Linked DNA regions of Gossypium hirsutum: region 1 is linked to region 2. Evidence: chromatin contacts called from public Hi-C data. All regions are on one chromosome and are shown on one strand. Each heading gives the region's core, a stretch centred on a gene start, on an enhancer-like site or on the middle of the called end of the contact. The rest is flanking DNA. Distances are from core to core; before and after follow the strand shown.

What was found. Hi-C and Micro-C count contacts between places; a contact is called where the count stands out from the background.
Region 1: a contact with region 2 is called in a Hi-C map of hypocotyl, with 5 times the contacts expected there. The contact joins the promoter of LOC107954673 here to the promoter of LOC107954681 in region 2. A contact is called at or near these places in 12 of 34 Hi-C or Micro-C datasets (anther, callus, fibers and 3 more).

The regions. Positions count from the first base shown.
Region 1 is chrD07:31,440,606-31,443,373 of Gossypium_hirsutum_v2.1, reverse strand. LOC107954673 (galacturonosyltransferase 8) reads right to left here and starts at 1,388. Exons shown (of 3, transcript XM_016890300.2): 1 at 911-1,388; 2 at 1-761. The coding sequence starts at 1,090.
Region 2 is chrD07:31,257,215-31,259,931 of Gossypium_hirsutum_v2.1, reverse strand. It overlaps LOC107954681 (ethylene-responsive transcription factor-like protein At4g13040), which reads left to right and starts at 1,273. Exons shown (of 7, transcript XM_016890308.2): 1 at 1,273-1,794; 2 at 2,713-2,717. It overlaps LOC107954680, which reads right to left and starts at 551. Exons shown (of 4, transcript XM_041096539.1): 1 at 326-551.

The sequences.
Region 1 (2,768 bases), core at 139-2,638, 180 kb before region 2:
TTCACTTCAATATGAGCTCCATTATAATCTTTCAATTTGAACATAACCTGCATTGCCCCAAGATTCATCTTGTCCGTCACCACATGGAAAACATGTTTCCATGGCTCTTTCGCGTTCTTCGTGGCTGAATTCACCACCACGGATGCAGCAAGAACGTTATCAGAAAAGATAGCGTAATGGTAAAGCTTCGGATCCTCGAATTCCGGAGGCATTGGTTTCCCTTCATCTGTATATTTGTCCGGATGCGAGATTCGTTCCTCCATCAACCTCATTGCCAAACAATGTAAGCTTTTTGGGATCGATTTAGCGGCGATAAGGCTGGAAAATGCGCCTTGCTTTTTGGCTTTGGTCAGTTGCTCGTTGACAGCAAAGATGGTGTCTTTTAGTTTCTGGATCTTCAACTGGTTATCGAAAGATTCCTTGGCTTCCGAGATCATTTGGCGCGTGGCTTTGATTCGCTCTTTGACTTCTTTCTCGAACTGTCGTAGCAAGGGCTCGTCGATGGAGAGCGAATCGGTTTCGAAGAGAGCCTGATAGGATGGTTTGCTAATGAGATCCGAGTAGTTTCGAGATAGATCAGCAAAAACCCTAACGATCTTCGAGTTTTCGAGCTTTAGCTTTCGAGCGTAGGAGGCGTAGGCGAGGACAAGAGAGCGGTGGTCGTCGGCTTGTTTCCGGATCTGGTCCAGCCGGGGCTTGAGCGGATCGGATTTGAGTGCCAAAACGGACCTCCTTGTGGATCCAATTCCAGTGGAGAAACCCTAAAAACACCAAAAGAAATAGAAGAAAAAACAACGTCGTTTAATCAGTCACCCTGGAAATGTGCATTTCTCATCTTTTAATTGATCTTAGAATCGAAAAAGAGTGAAATTAAATGTCGAGCCAATAAAGTTAGTTAGTTAGGACTTACAAAGTTGGTTTGGAGATGAGGAGAATGAGAGTGGGAAGTGAAGAAAAAAGAAAGAAGAAAGAAGAAACAGAGTGCAACAGTAATGGCAGAAGCCAATAGTCTAACAGTAAAGCCAAAACCTCCAAACATTGGGCCTCCGCCGCCGACGCCGATTCTTGATGTACGTTGGTGATTTGCCATCTTTCAGATCAATCACCGGCGCATCGAAATGAAAAACAGAAACAAAAGGATAATGATAAGGAAAGTTGAGAGGATAACGAATTTGGTGATGGTGGTATGGCAGTGGCAGTCGCTCACTCTTTAATTGTTTGCGAGTGTGAGTGTGTGTGTGTGTTTTTCATTTCTTTTTACCTAGATGGAGAGAGAGAGATCAATTAGAAAATGTACGGGGGAGATCAACGGCTGTGATTTTCGTTTAGCTAATTTGAGTGATAGCTGCCACTTGGAATCTGGCTAGCAGGAAACGCGGAATCCCGTCTGACTGTCACTCCCTAAGTTTTTTCATTTACTTATCAATTTCAATTGCTTATTAGATTTTTCGTGTTTCTTAATAACGGGTAAATCAGCTCAAATTGAAATGGAATCTGGGAAGGGTGATACAGCTTCAGTGGGAGACAATGGTAGGAGATCCGCAAAAAAGGTTAGGTGGAGGTCGGAGGATCCACCGAATCCGGACAATCCTATTGTTAACGACAAAAGTATGAAAGTGGTCTCGAATGATGTTCAAACGGTGTCATGGAAAAATAAGCTTTTAGTTACCACAGTTGAAAGGATTAATCTGTAGAATGAAGAAGACTTCGAGTTACTTGAGGGTGATGCAAAAAAAAAATCGTTGATTGCATCCCTTCCGTCACTTTCTCCGAACAAGTTTATCAATTTATTGCGAAGTGCATGGTCCGGACTATGGTCGTCAAATTGTTGGGAAGGAAAATTTCATACATTACCATGACCAATAGATTGCAAGCTATTTGGAAAACTAAGCAGTCATTACAAGTTATTGACTTAGAGAACGATTATTTTTTGGTTAATTTTCAGGATGATGATGAATACCTTCATGCGGTGTCGGGAGGTCCTTGGACAATTTTTGGCCAATATCTCACTGTAAGGCCGTGGGCACCTTCGTTCACAACAGATCAAGAGTTTCCCACTAGTTTGTTGGTTTGGATCAAATTGCTTCGGCTGCCGGAGGGCATGTACACGATAAGCCTTCTAAAATTCATTGGAAGCATAATTGGCCCGGTTGCAAAGATAGCCCGCAATACCGACAATAAGTCTATGAGGTAGTTTGCGAGACTTGCGGTTTATATTGACCTTGGGAAATTGCTCGTTTCAAAATTGCAAATGGACGAATAGTTCAACGTGTGGAATAGGAATCTATGTCTTTGGTGTGCTTCGGGTGTGGGAGATTCGGACACTCTTGTGATGCATGTCTGCATAGGCTTGAGAAAGGAGAAACAACTGAAGGGGTTACGGTTGAGAATCTCGACAATGATACAGTGGCTCAAGGAGGGATTACGGATAGGAGCTCCAACAAAGATGCTATAGCACATGGTAGTGACAAAGAGGATCAATTTGGGACATAGATGCTGGTGGAACGCAAATCACGACGGAGGCCCTTGACGGCAACGAAGGAAATTGTCGACAGCATTGATGCGAGGGCCGAAGGATCAAGGTTCAGCGTTCTGAGCAAAAATTACGATGAGGTTGAAGGGATCAAATGTACTGCTTTAAATGGTAGCACTGGAATTAAGGGATCTGATGGGGCAATTTTGGGAAAGGTTTTGCCAGCTAGGGGGAAACTATTGTCTAACCTCCAAATCAAATATAAAGTGTTGAAGAAAAAGTCATCAAAGAACAA
Region 2 (2,717 bases), core at 24-2,523:
GTCGATTCGGTACGGTTTATCAATTTTTATAGTTATTTTTTTAATTAACCTAGTTTCTTTTCCCACTTTTACTAGCAGATTCGAGCTATGGGGTTCACTAGAATAAGTAATTCACGTTGAAGTTAAGGGAAACAAAGTGGAATCGATGGTAGAAAAAAAGAGAGCACTACGCACAAAAGTCAATGAGCTAAGACGCAACTAAGCTAAAACCGACAAAAACATTCTCTCTTTGTCGACAACCATCAAAATTTGCAGCAGAGAAAGTATTTAGAGAAATAAAAGAAATAAATACATAAAAAAAGAAAATTAAGTTAAACTATCTTACCGTGCAATGAGATGAATGAATCTGCCAACGATGATGGTGACTGGTGCACGTGTGTGAGACGTCAAGCTCGAGCGTCGACCGTCGAACAGAGGAGAGTTGAAAAGGGGCATCGACCGTCGGTCTGCTGACTTGAAGAGGGGCTGGTGTTGGCGATTTTTTTTTTTTTTCAGATTTGGGACGAGGAAGAGGAGAAATTAAAAGAAATGTAAAAGCCGAACCTCGTTTTGTTTAGTTTTAGATATTTATTTTTTAAAAATAAATTAATTATGTAAATAATATAATTGTAATTAAAATTAAATTGGGTTTGGGTTTAGGTTTGGATTTTTAGTTTATATTTAGTTTTTGGGCTAGATTTATATTTGGGTTGGGTTGGGTTTGATTTTTTATTTTTGGGTTGTGCTTGGTTACTTGGGTATACATATAATTATAAATTTATGTTTTAATGTTTTAAAAAATTAGTTTATTTGGTTATCTTGGTTTAGATTTTTAAAACTAAAACTAAATCGAATTAACCGTTTAAATCGATATAGGTAACCAATTAATCAAAAATCAATTAAATCAAAAAAATTTGATTAATCTAGTTTAATTATTTTGATTATTTCAATTAAACAGATAATTTTCACCCCAAATCAAATTAAAGTAGAGACATTGAAATTACTATTTACAAATACATATCTAATAGTGGAATTTAACCAATTATATAAAATTCTACTAATAATAAATATTAAAATTTTAATCTATATCAAATTTCTTATTCTAATAGAGATACACTTAATAATAATAAAGTATATATAACAAAGAAAGTGAAAAAAAATCTATTTTAAAAAAGAAATATAATTCTAAATTAAAAAGGAAAAAAAACCGAAGAGATTAAATTAGAGGGGTTAATATTGGAACCATAGCCGACTAATGACCAAAACTCTTCAAAAGGTACACCCAATACAGAGGATACGTAGGCCTCCACATATTCAAACCCCCTCCTCTCTCTCTCTCTCTCTCTCTCTCTCTCCCCAAGACTTGGCCTTGCTTTGATTTGTTTTGTTTTATTGTTGTTGATTGATTTTCAGCATTCAACAGCAGGCAGCTTCACCACCCTTTCATAGAAAACAAAATGAGCTTTCACCTCACAAACTGAAATAAATAAATAAAATTAAAAAAAAAAAAGAAACAAACAAAAGGTGGTAGTGGTAGATGCATGAGCCACCACCACACCAACACAAACTTGTTGAAATCTCTCATCTTTCTTATTTCTCCCTTCCGTTCTTTCCTCACTCTTTCTCTTATTTCACCACCATCTCCTTTCCTTGATCCTTCTCGTAACACCTAAGGATCCTGAGTTTTTTTTAACCTTTCTTTTTGTTTTCTTTTACCAGATTTTAGGTTCAACCTTAATAAAATTGTCTTTCTCTCTCTGTTTTCCTCGGTTTCTGCGCTGTCCCGACTACCACCTTTTCTTTCTCCTTTCTCAGGTACCAAATAAATGACTTTTTGTTCTGGGGTTTATTTATCTTCTTCCTTGTAATGGGTGGGTTTTCTGCGTTTCCTGGCTATGGGTTCCCTGTCGCCATTTTTGGCTTTTTCCCTTTTCCTCCTTGAATTTTTGTGTGTTTTGGAGTTTGGGTTTTGTGTTTTGTCTTGTATTTTCACTGCATCTGCTTCCATGAAAGGTGGTAGGTTGGTGGGGTTGACTTGTTTTTCCACGGAGTGATAATTGGGTTTTCTATCAGCCAGACTTACTGGACAACTTTGTTAGTTTCACATGATGAAAGTTTTGGCTTTTACTTTATGCAAATTATGATGAATTCATCTCTTTTCTTCACCTAAAAAAGAAAAAAGAAAATTATGGCTGACTTTATGTCACATTGCCCCCTTATCTTGAGGCTAGCTAGCTTTTAGAAGTGAAAACCACGTTTCATGGTATTTTCATTGGTTTGTTCATATTATTTTTCAATTCCATCTACGATTGATTTCTGTTTAACCAGCATCAAATCTGTTGTCTGTTTTCAGAAATCTAATCCGTGCAAGCTATTTAGCCCTTGAATCCCTTATTATCTTGTAGTATTATTGAAATCAAACGTACTTGGTGATGAAAAACCAGCTGTTTCTATTTCAGCCAACCAAATTCCGTACCAAGTAATTTTGGTTGGCTGTAATAAATGATAGCAAAAGTTTATTAACATCTGGGAAATTTCTTTGTTCTTTGTCTAAGTTTAATTGCTTAGGTGCATCAGATTACTTGCATTGACTCAGTTTTGATGGCTTTTGTATTTTTTTTTAACGTTTTTCTTCTTTTGCTATATGATCACCACGGATCATATCTGGTTTACTGTTCGTCATTTTGTGATTGCTTAATCTACCTATAACTCGTCCATCTTTGGTAATCTTAGGAGCA